2 separate regions of the Mus musculus genome follow, and region 2 is linked to region 1. Evidence: chromatin contacts called from public HiChIP or PLAC-seq data. All regions are on one chromosome and are shown on one strand. Each heading gives the region's core, a stretch centred on a gene start, on an enhancer-like site or on the middle of the called end of the contact. The rest is flanking DNA. Distances are from core to core; before and after follow the strand shown. Region 1 has its middle 14 kb from the start of Gm39565. Region 2 overlaps Pacrg (PARK2 co-regulated).

Evidence for each region. HiChIP or PLAC-seq counts read pairs in DNA pulled down with a chosen protein or histone mark.
Region 2: an H3K27ac HiChIP or PLAC-seq map of embryonic stem cells shows a contact between it and region 1, with 12 read pairs. The contact joins two enhancer-like sites. A contact is called at or near these places in 3 of 39 promoter capture datasets (cranial neural crest, hippocampal neurons and liver), 1 of 15 datasets of contacts at CTCF or cohesin (embryonic stem cells), 4 of 484 Hi-C or Micro-C datasets (embryonic stem cells and reprogramming fibroblasts), 14 of 115 datasets of contacts at active chromatin or transcription factors (embryonic basal ganglia, embryonic stem cells, expanded potential stem cells and 5 more) and 1 of 9 other capture datasets (embryonic stem cells).

Annotation. Positions count from the first base shown.
Region 1 is chr17:10,355,612-10,360,333 of GRCm38.p6, forward strand. No RefSeq gene overlaps it. Among named protein-coding and RNA genes, the nearest start is that of Gm39565, 14 kb to the right of the region's middle. Within about 2 kb of position 1,305, at least 16 of the 459 cell types and tissues checked have an H3K27ac peak or open chromatin away from gene starts, as enhancers often do. A contact at or near this core is called in embryonic stem cells, expanded potential stem cells and trophoblast stem cells, where this site is marked.
Region 2 is chr17:10,498,117-10,503,275 of GRCm38.p6, forward strand. All of the region lies in intron 4 of Pacrg (PARK2 co-regulated), which reads right to left. All of the region lies in intron 2 of Gm16168 (a long non-coding RNA gene), which reads left to right. Among named protein-coding and RNA genes, the nearest start is that of Gm16168, 7.5 kb to the left of the region's middle. Within about 2 kb of position 2,900, at least 42 of the 459 cell types and tissues checked have an H3K27ac peak or open chromatin away from gene starts, as enhancers often do. A contact at or near this core is called in embryonic stem cells, expanded potential stem cells and trophoblast stem cells, where this site is marked.

The DNA.
Region 1 (4,722 bases), core at 55-2,554:
TCCACACAACATGAGGAACTGTATTAAAGAATCACAACATTTGGAAAGTTAAGAATCACCACACACACACACAGTTTTCAATACTGGCCTAGAGATATAGCCAGCTGACAAAGCATTGCCATGAAGGCCTGATGACCTGAGCTCAGTTCCCAGATTCACATAAAAAAGCCGAGACGTGGCACGTGGCCATATATTTCCTGCACTTGAGAGGATCCGTTGGGTTTAGTGGTCAAACAGCGTTAGCCTACTCTGTGAGCCCCAGGCAGTGAGAAGCTCTGTTCAAAAACTAAGGACAACCTGCCCCTCCCCCAACACCTCTAAAACCCTCCTTCAGCCTTAGCAGTCAGTTAACAACTTTCCTAATGGGAACGAGTTTCCTGTGTCCGTCTGGGGATCTCTTTGGTTCAAAGGAAGCACCCTTTCATCTGAGAAACCTTCCAGAATTGCCCCCAGGCAGGGCAGAACTGGTCTGCACTCTCCCAGGTGCAGAAAGGACCTGGCTGCTGAGTTTATCGGTGCTGTGGTCATTTCTTGCCTCTCCCTGTCACACTGTAAACCCCGTCACAGTGTGAACTCCGGGAGGTCAGTGATTATGACTTCAATCTGTATTCTCCAATTCTCTGCACTCAGCATGTCTGATCCATGGGAATTGAGAAAAGAGGAACGAATGGACCATATGCTTATACCTGCTGCTGGCTCTCCCTGAGGGGAGACTCCTGCAAGATGCAGGTACCTTTATCCTCGCCACTGGCAAGATTTCATCCCTGTGTCCTTACTAGTCGTCGATAAAGGACAAGTCCTGCCTGGCTTCTTTTTCTAGTCACAGTTGAGTAGTGTCAAGGTCACAACGGAAACTGCTCAGGCGCATCCTGTTGGTTGGCTTTCTTTGTCCTTTTGACACAACCTTGTGTTGGCTGGGAGACTTAAGAAGAGAGTATCCAGATCAGGTCGGCCTATGGGCATGCCTGTGGGGCATTGTCAAGTTAATTAAGGTGGGAAGACCTACCCTGAATGTGAGCAGGCACCAGCACCAGCTGGACTCTGACCTATAGGAGATGAAGATAGCTGAGTGTTAGCAGAGGCAATCGGACAGCGTGAGTGCGTTCATTTCTCTTCAGTCTTGACTATAGATGTGCGTGACTTGCTGCTTCAGTTCTTACCTTGACATCTTCAAAATGATGGACCATGTGGTAGGACGGCAACCCAGATAAAGCCCTTTCCTCTACAACGCTACCTTTGTCTGGATGTTTTAGCCCTGCGGCTGGGACAGCCACTTTGTTTATGCTTTGTCTGCCTCAAGGAATGGAGACCCCATCCTATAGGTGGGGGATACTGAGGCCGCAAGGGTTTATTCACAAGCCCAGCCCAGTGTTCTGTAGCCTTAAGATAATAGCCTAAGGCAGTTTTACTGCAAAACCCATTCCCTGCTCTGCCTATGGGCTCCAGACTTTTTTTTTTTTTCAAGACAGGATCTTGCTATGTAGTCCTGGCTGACCTGGAACTCCCTTTATAGACCATACTAGCCTCACTATGCTCGGCTGCAAAGTTATTTTTTAATTTGGACTATACTTAGCCTGTTGCCACATGAAGTCCGAGTGGCCTCTTTGCCCAGACAACGGGCTGTTGATACCCATTTGTGTTACTTCCTGTCACTGTAACCAACATCCAATCCTACTAGAATATGGGGGTGTTGAAGGGGGGGCGGGATCTTGATGTTGGATTTGCATATCCAAGGACTGGAGGATGGTTTATATAATCAAATTATGTGGAGTTGTAAAAGGGAGCATCGCTTAAATAGCTTACAAAATTACTTTGAAGACACACATTAAAACGGAAAGAACCCATTGCATTCTCGATCTGTGTGGAAAGTTCAATGCTAATTGGTTATGACAGCTCTGTCTTTATCGCCAGCATCATCCGCTCTCTCTGCTTTGTCGGGATCCCAGGCTCACACATCACCCCGCCGTCTGCCCTTCTTCTAAGCACATTCAATTGTTCTGAGATGAACAGATGGGGTTTTATACAGGACACCCCTCCCCATCCCGTAGATGATCGCAAGGAGCAGCCTTTAAAAAACGACAACGAAAACTAGAACTTGCTGAAATTCTGATTTCTTTCAGCAGCTTTACAGATTCTATAACTTTTTTTTTTTTTTTTAATTGGCGATGCAAGGTCTCTGGGCTCAGCATCTGTTTGTTGCATCTGGGGAAAAAGTTAAATTCCCTCTTCTATGCCACTGAACGAAGTTGAAGAGGGAGGCAGACAACATGCTGGAAGAGTGAAGGCTGGCAGCACACCCTCTATTGTCCACACTGTCCTCTGTCCCAGTCTCCATGTCCTGTGGGCAGGACAGGGAGAAAGAAGAGAAACAGGAGTTCAGGGCGCCTCTGCTCTGCATGGGTTGCCAACTTTGAGATGAAGCTCTGAAGAGTGCTGAGCTAGCAGAGCAAGCGCCCCCACGGAGGGACCTGGGCAGCTATTGGTTGGGAACATGGGCCATAGGGAAATAGTATGTACACTCTTTAAAAAAGACTCTATAGTTTATTTACAGTTTTTCAGCCTTGAAAGAGTTGTTCCTGGTCACTCAGCTTCATGTTTATATATCAGAGGGTTTCATTATAATAATGGTCTAGTACACCGACTTCTTAAGACATCAGCTGTTCCATTCAGGGTCTTCAGCTCCGTAGACTCAGATGCATAATTGACTCTGAGAGAGAAAGAAAGAGAGAGGGGAGAGAGAAGGAAAGAGAGGGAGGAGAGAGAAAGAAAGAGAGGAAAGAGAGAGAGAATCTTATCAGAACACTCTCAGAAGTAGTATTCTGAAAATAGTATTGTCCCCTTGAAAACCATCAGTATGTGGGACTGGGTGGGACTTTATTAGGGAAGAGAAGAGAAGAGAAGAGAAGAGAAGAGAAGAGAAGAGAAGAGAAGAGAAGAGAAGAGAAGAGAAGAAGAGATCATTGCATGTATTAACTTTATTTCTGCCAGTCACTATCCAATAGAGCAGTGATTCTCAGCTTGTGTGTCTGACCCTTTGTGTCAGGCATCAGGGAGAAGTGCTAGCCTGGTGGGAGAAGGCTTTGAAGGGCTAAGAGATATTCCCAAGTCCTGAGGTGGCTTTGATAGACATTCTAAAATAGCCTTAACTGTACAACTTGTGGGGTGGGGACCTGTTCTGCTGCCCTTAGCAGAGTGATCTAGGTGGAGGCAAGGCCCAACAGAGTCCCAGCCACATCCACAAAGAGGCAAGGGAATCATGGGAGAATGAACAGGGGGGTGGGTGATGGGGCCTGACAGCCTTGGGTAGTGAGAGGGGTTCAGAGATGCCAGTGTTAGGCTCTGGGTTTTCTGAGGTCGTAGGTCACAGGACCTATGATCAGGTTTTGCAAGACTCCCAGAGGGATCAGAACAAGTAAGAGTGGCAGAACAAACCTTAGTGTGTCACCCTGAAGGTTACCAGAGATGCAGCCCTGGGATAAGCAGATGCAAAAGAAAACTTGGTAATACTATTGCAAGGGGGCGGGGCGGGGGAGGGGGCAGTGCTACTGGGACTTCAAGGCAGGGCTAGGTGACTGTGGCAGAGCTGTATAGGGTGCCTTGGGACAATGGAGACCAGGGACCCAAGGGACGGGGGAAGGAATGCCCTTAAAGGACTAGGATCCATCTGACATGGTCGCTGCATACCTAGGGGGCCATTTGTCTAGAGCCATCCTCAGTAGACTTATGACTAGGCATGGGGATGGGTCTAACACAAAGACAAAAGCTGAAACAGAATGCTGATGGTCTATCTCACAGTCCTGTCTACAGCTTTCCTCAGAGTTTGTCTGAATGTGTGTGAGAGAGAGAGACTAGACTTACTGAGGGTCGCGAGAGAGCTCACCAGCCCAGATGGCTGCAAAGCAAAAATAAGTGGAAATGCAGAGTGCCGAGTTTCCCTCTCGTGGGCAGTGAGTGGCTGCATGTGAGGCACGTCAAGGACTCTGCTCCCCAGTTTGAGGAACAGAAGTGAAGCTGATAGTTCCTCGTCATCAGATTTGGGATCCTTCCCTTTTGCCTTAAATAACTGCCTTCAGCTGGACAGCCGGCACGTCTGCTGCCTCTCCAGTGCTCGGAGAGGATGGAAAAAGATTAAGCCTTATCTCTGCTTCTGTTTCCCTTTAAACTGACCGCCGTGTGACCTCAGGGTGGACATAGGTCAAATCTGTTTTAATGTGGCCTCACGGTGCAAGGGCGCAGAGCTGACCTTCACGAGCATTTGGATGTCAATCCTGTCCTTGGTTGATCTTTGTGAGACTCTGCACATTTTTTCTTTCTTTTTTTTTTTTTTTTTTTTTTTTTTTTTTTTTTGGTTTTTCGAGACAGGGTTTCTCTGTATAGCCCTGGCTGTCCTGGAACTCACTTTGTAGACCAGGCTGGCCTCAAACTCAGAAATCCTCCTGCCTCTGCCTCCCGAGTGCTGGGATTAAAAGCATGTGCCACCATGCCTAGCTTCTGCACATTTTTGTATGTATATATGTATATGTACGGATAGGTTTGTGTAAGAACATGTATGTGTATGGGTGTGTGTGTGTGTGTGTGTGTGTGTGTGTGTGTGTGTGTAGGACAGAGGTCAACCTCAGGAACTGTTCACATTAATTTTTAAGACAGAGTCCTGCTAGGACTTGGAGTTTACCAGTAGGCAAAGCTGTCTAGTCAGCAAACTCCAGGGGTCCTCTTTTCTCT
Region 2 (5,159 bases), core at 1,650-4,149, 140 kb after region 1:
AAGCTGACTTCCTTCTTCTGTTCTTGGGCAGGGGGGTGACGACTCATCTGGGCTGGCTACACACTAGGTTCAGTGAGGAACTCCAGACCTGCAGGCTCACACTTTGCTGCTCACACTGCCAGGAAGAAATCTTTCCTGGTTTTCTCTCTAGTCCTCCAGTATCCATTCATTGCTTTGATCACTGCCAGCTGGCTGAAGCTGGCCCTAAGGGGCTTACTCCCTCTTGTGAGGAACTGAGGAGAAGTGAATCCTATTTCCAGACTAATTCTGAACCTTTCACCTTGGAAGAACCATAAGTCGGCTATTATGGATCAGGCAGTGAGGGCAGATGGCAGGCACCTGCTGCAGAAACGGACACCGTGAGGCCCTGGGAAACCCCACCTATTTAAACTTAGCTCTTCCTCTGAGGCAGAAACAGGGTGGCGAGGGTCTTCTTTGAAAGGGGATGCAAGCTGCTTGAGTGCCTGCCCTGAGTAGCTTCAGCTGGTGCTGGTGGCACCTCACCCACCTGAGTTGCATTTCTCTGTCCTCACTTTTAAGGGCCACCTTCTCCTCCCCGCCCCCCGCCCCATCTTTGAGATTCTCCACTGCCAGCATTACATTTTAATGCCATTTTATCAGTCATATGCCATGCCTTTTCAGCAATCATATTCCTTGACATCAAACAGATTCTTGATACAACCGCCAACGTGTTCTAGCTCGCTTTAAAATATTATGGCTGATACCAACATTTTAATCCTTTAAGACATCAAAGCCAAATTAAACGAGTTGTATTGCTGGTAGTCGATGCAAAAATCTTCATGCTTCTATTTCACAGAAAAGTCAGCCTAATATTTTTCGAGGCTTTTGCAAGGTGAGGTCCTTTGCTGTCCACTTCACTTGGTGAGCATTGGAATTAGGAGCTGGGTTAGAAAGCAATGAGGAATCTCTCTGAAAGGTGCGCTACAAGTGAGAAGGAACAGGAAGTTGGGGGAGGAGCAGAAAGGTTCAGGTGGGTGTAGCCTGCAGCTCATGAGTCACAGGTATCCCAGGATTGTGTGAATGTGGCCAACATTTTTGTGAATGACAACCTCATGTTGGAATGTCAAAAGGTTGAATGCTCCTGAACTGGTTTAACATGGAGCAGATCAACAACAACAACAACAACAACAACAACAACAGCAACAACAACAGCAACAGCAACAACAGCAGCAGCAGCAGCAACAGCAAGAACAACAACAACAACAAACTGACTTGAGAAAACAGAAAAATCCAGAGGCATAGGAGATTTGTGAGAGGCAGTGACTGGAGAATGCCACTGGTATGAAAAGAGGGGACGCAAGGACACGCACGAGGGAGTGAGTCTATGTAGCTGCCAGTGGAGATCTAGTTTTTAACCTTGTGCAGCTGTTTTCTAGGTTATCGGGAGCAAGCATAAATTAGCAGAGAAGATGAGCTAGCCTCTGGCCTCACATTCCAGGACAAGATAGAGTTGAAGGTCTGTCCTTTTTTTTTTTTTTTTTAAAGATTTATTTATTTATTTATTTATTTATTTATTATATGTAAGTACACTGTAGCTGTCTTCAGACACTCCAGAAGAGGGAATCAGATCTCGTTACGGATGGTTGTGAGCCACCATGTGGTTGCTGGGATTTGAACTCCTGACCTTTGGAAGAGCAGTCGGGTGCTCTTACCCACTGAGCCATCTCACCAGCCCCCCCTTTTTTTTTTAAAATTTATTTATTTTTATTAGTTATTTTCTTTATATACATTTCAAATGCTATCCCGAAAGTTTCCTATACCCTCCCTCTGCCCTGCTCCCCTACCCACCTTCTCCCGCTTCTTGGCCCTGGCATTCCCCTGTATTGGGGCATATAAAGTTTTGGCAAAATATTTGATATCTTACTTTTAGAACATACTTAAGTTTCATATCTTAGATTTATATATACATTTTTCTTTTTCTTTCTTTTTTTTTTTTTTACGTATTTTCCTCAATCACATTTTCAATGCTATCCCAAAAGCCCCCATACCCCCCCCCACTTCCCTACCCACCTATTCCCATTTTTTTGGCCCTGGCGTTACCCTGTACTGAGGCATATAAAGTTTGTGTGTCCAATGGGCCTCTCTTTCCAGTGATGGCCAACTAGGCCATCTTTTGATACATATGCAGCTAGAGTCAAGAGCTCTGGGGTACTGGTTAGTTCATAATGTTGTTCCACCTATAGGGTTGCAGACCCCTTTAGCTCCTTGGGTACTTTCTCTAGCTCCTCCATTGGGAGCCCTGGGATCCATCCAATAGCTGACTGTGAGCCTCCACTTCTGTGTTTGCTAGGCCCCGGCATAGTCTCACAAGAGACAGCTTTATCTGGGTCCTTTCAGCAAAATCTTGCTAGTGTATGTAATGGTGTCAGCGTTTGGAAGCTGATTATGGGGTGGATCCCTGGATATGGCAGTCTCTAGATGGTCCATCCTTTTGTCACAGCTCCAAACTTTGTCTCTGTAACTCCTTCCATGGGTGTTTTCTTCCCAATTCTAAGAAGGGGCACAGTGTCCACACTTTGGTCTTCATTCTTCTTGAGTTTCATGTGTTTAGCAAATTGTATCTTATATCTTGGGTATCCTAAGTTTTGGGCTAATATCCACTTATCAGTGAGTACATATTGTGTGAGTTCCTTTGTGATTGTGTTACCTCACTCAGGATGATGCCCTCCAGATCCATTCATTTGCCTAGGAATTTCACAATCACAAAGGTCTGTCCTTGAGGGGCAAGGTCAGTGCTAATCCCTGTGGGTCAACAGGCCAAGGATGGAAGATCGCCATCTACTGGTTTTAGAGAAAACTGCCGACACATGACCCTTGGTCTGGGGTTAAAAAAAAAAAAAAAAAGCTCTGACTGGGAATTGTCCTTTCAGGTCAGCTCTTCACAGCTGACTAAGTGGTTGGGAAATCAGAAATGAAAAGTGCCACTTTGAGCCCTTGGCGCTCTACAGTGTGGGGCTGACACGGAACAATGTCAACGCATTCGGTAGCGTGAGGAAATGCTGAGCAGTCTCGAGAGCCCCTAGCCTCTCTGTAATGAAGTCTCCTGATCCGAGCAGCCATTCCCATCAGCTCTCCTTTGACACTTGCCCCAGCTGGCCTGACTCTGGCTTACAACTGGGCCACTAGCACGGTCCTAAGCTCTTGTGTCCTGAGGCGCAGGCTCCCTTCCTCCACTCTCACCCAAAGACTCCTCTCCTTGACCCTAAAACCCTGACTTCTAATCCCCGAGGTTGAAGCCATAGGTTGAGCACAGGCCTTTATAAAGAGGGTGTAGACAAAGCACCTGGGGGCAGGGACTGACGTATGGGGACACAAGAAGGTCATCTGCAAGCCCAGGAAAGGCCTCAGAAGCCAACCTGATCTTGGACTCTGGGCCTCCAGGCCCCCAGGAATGTGTACTTTGTTGTTGGCATGGCCCTGTCTAAGGCATTCCATTACCAACACCCTCTCAAACACACAGCTTGCAGGGCAGTTATTTAAGGCTTCTTCCCACACAGCCTGCCCAACTGCAGATCTCCTCTGAACTCCTTGCCAGATCGCCAGGCACATTCTAGAAATGTCCTTTTACTACCACTCCCACCTGCCAGTTCCCTAATCTGGGATAATCAAAATGGGTGACCATGTGATTATTTCTGCTTCCAAGGCCAGGGCCAGGCTGCCTCACAGAGCAGTGCTCACAGTTGCGGGATCTGGAGCCAATTCTGTGAACCTCAAGACTTTTCCTGCCTCTGGTTAGCTCCATGGCTATTCCATACCTGCTTGGTTCATTGCAAACTACCCTGTGTGTGTGTTATTTCTGCTTCATCCTCTCCTCGACACCTGGCCCTTGATCTTATTTAGAGACTTCAGCAACATTGGCTTCTTCCTTTACAAAGCCACTTTCTGTTTGGCCTCTGAAACCTATGTTTTCCATTCTTGGAACTGGTTCCCAAATATGTTTTTCTGGGGGTGTGGTTCAGAGACAGAGCATTGCCAAGCCATCCCCAACACCAGAAACAAACAAACACACACACAAACAAACACACATACAAACAAACACAAACAAAAATCATTTTAAAAGTGAACCTATACAGAGCAATTAGCTTCTGTAATCATAATGCAGTCTAAAATGCAGTGCACTCTATGCACACAGGATTTATTAATTAAGAAAAAAAACATAGAACTAACATTTTATTCAAACGAGTGATACTTCTCATGATTTTTGGCTATGAGAAGAAGGCTCAGTAGAGCACACAGAGAAAAATTAATATCTAATAACAAAATTAGGACCATACAGTGGCTCTTTTGTGTTACTAAACACAGAAGTTGTACTAGCGAATCGTGTTGGTTCTCATTCTGGCAGCCTTCATAAAATAGAGACATGTTTTTGGAGCTGGTAAAATCAGTGAGTTGGTTTTCAACCTCACAGGCTGGAAGTGGATCCATCTCTTGAGTCAGAAGATTATGACCACAATACTAATACTTCACACAGGTCAGAGGTGGGTCTCACAGTTGCAAACACTTAATGCTTCCTAAATTCCTTTAAAATAGTACTTTGTGAAGATAACCAGTGTTCTCTCCATAGGACACTCACCAATGTCCTTATATTGTCTCCAGCAGAAGGTGTAGCCCAGATTAAAGGTGTGTTCCACCACACCTTTAATCCCAGATGAAAGGTGTAGCCCAGATTAAAGGTGTGTTCCTTAAACTCGGAGATTCAATCTTCTGGAATCCATAGCCACTGTGGCTCAAGATCTCCATACCAAGATCCAGATAAGGATCTCCAAGCCTCCAGATAAGGGTCACTGGTGAGCCTTCCAATTCTGGATTGTAGTTCATTCCAAATATAGTCAAGTTGACAACCAAGAATAGCCACTACAATCCACCCCTTGTCAACTTGACACAAATAATATCTCATGCTCACATGAAACAATAACAAGGTTGTGAATACACCTAACATGATATAACTATCCCTCGTACAATCGCAAACGTATTTGTAAATTTACAATGGGGCATTCATATTTTATAATCCTCGTTTCTGCAACTGGTTACGTAGCCTTAATTGGTATTTATAACTACCTTCCTCTACTACCCATTCTGTATTTCCTTCACCTTCAGCTATGTTGATGCCTTGACCTATGATCACACCACAACATGTT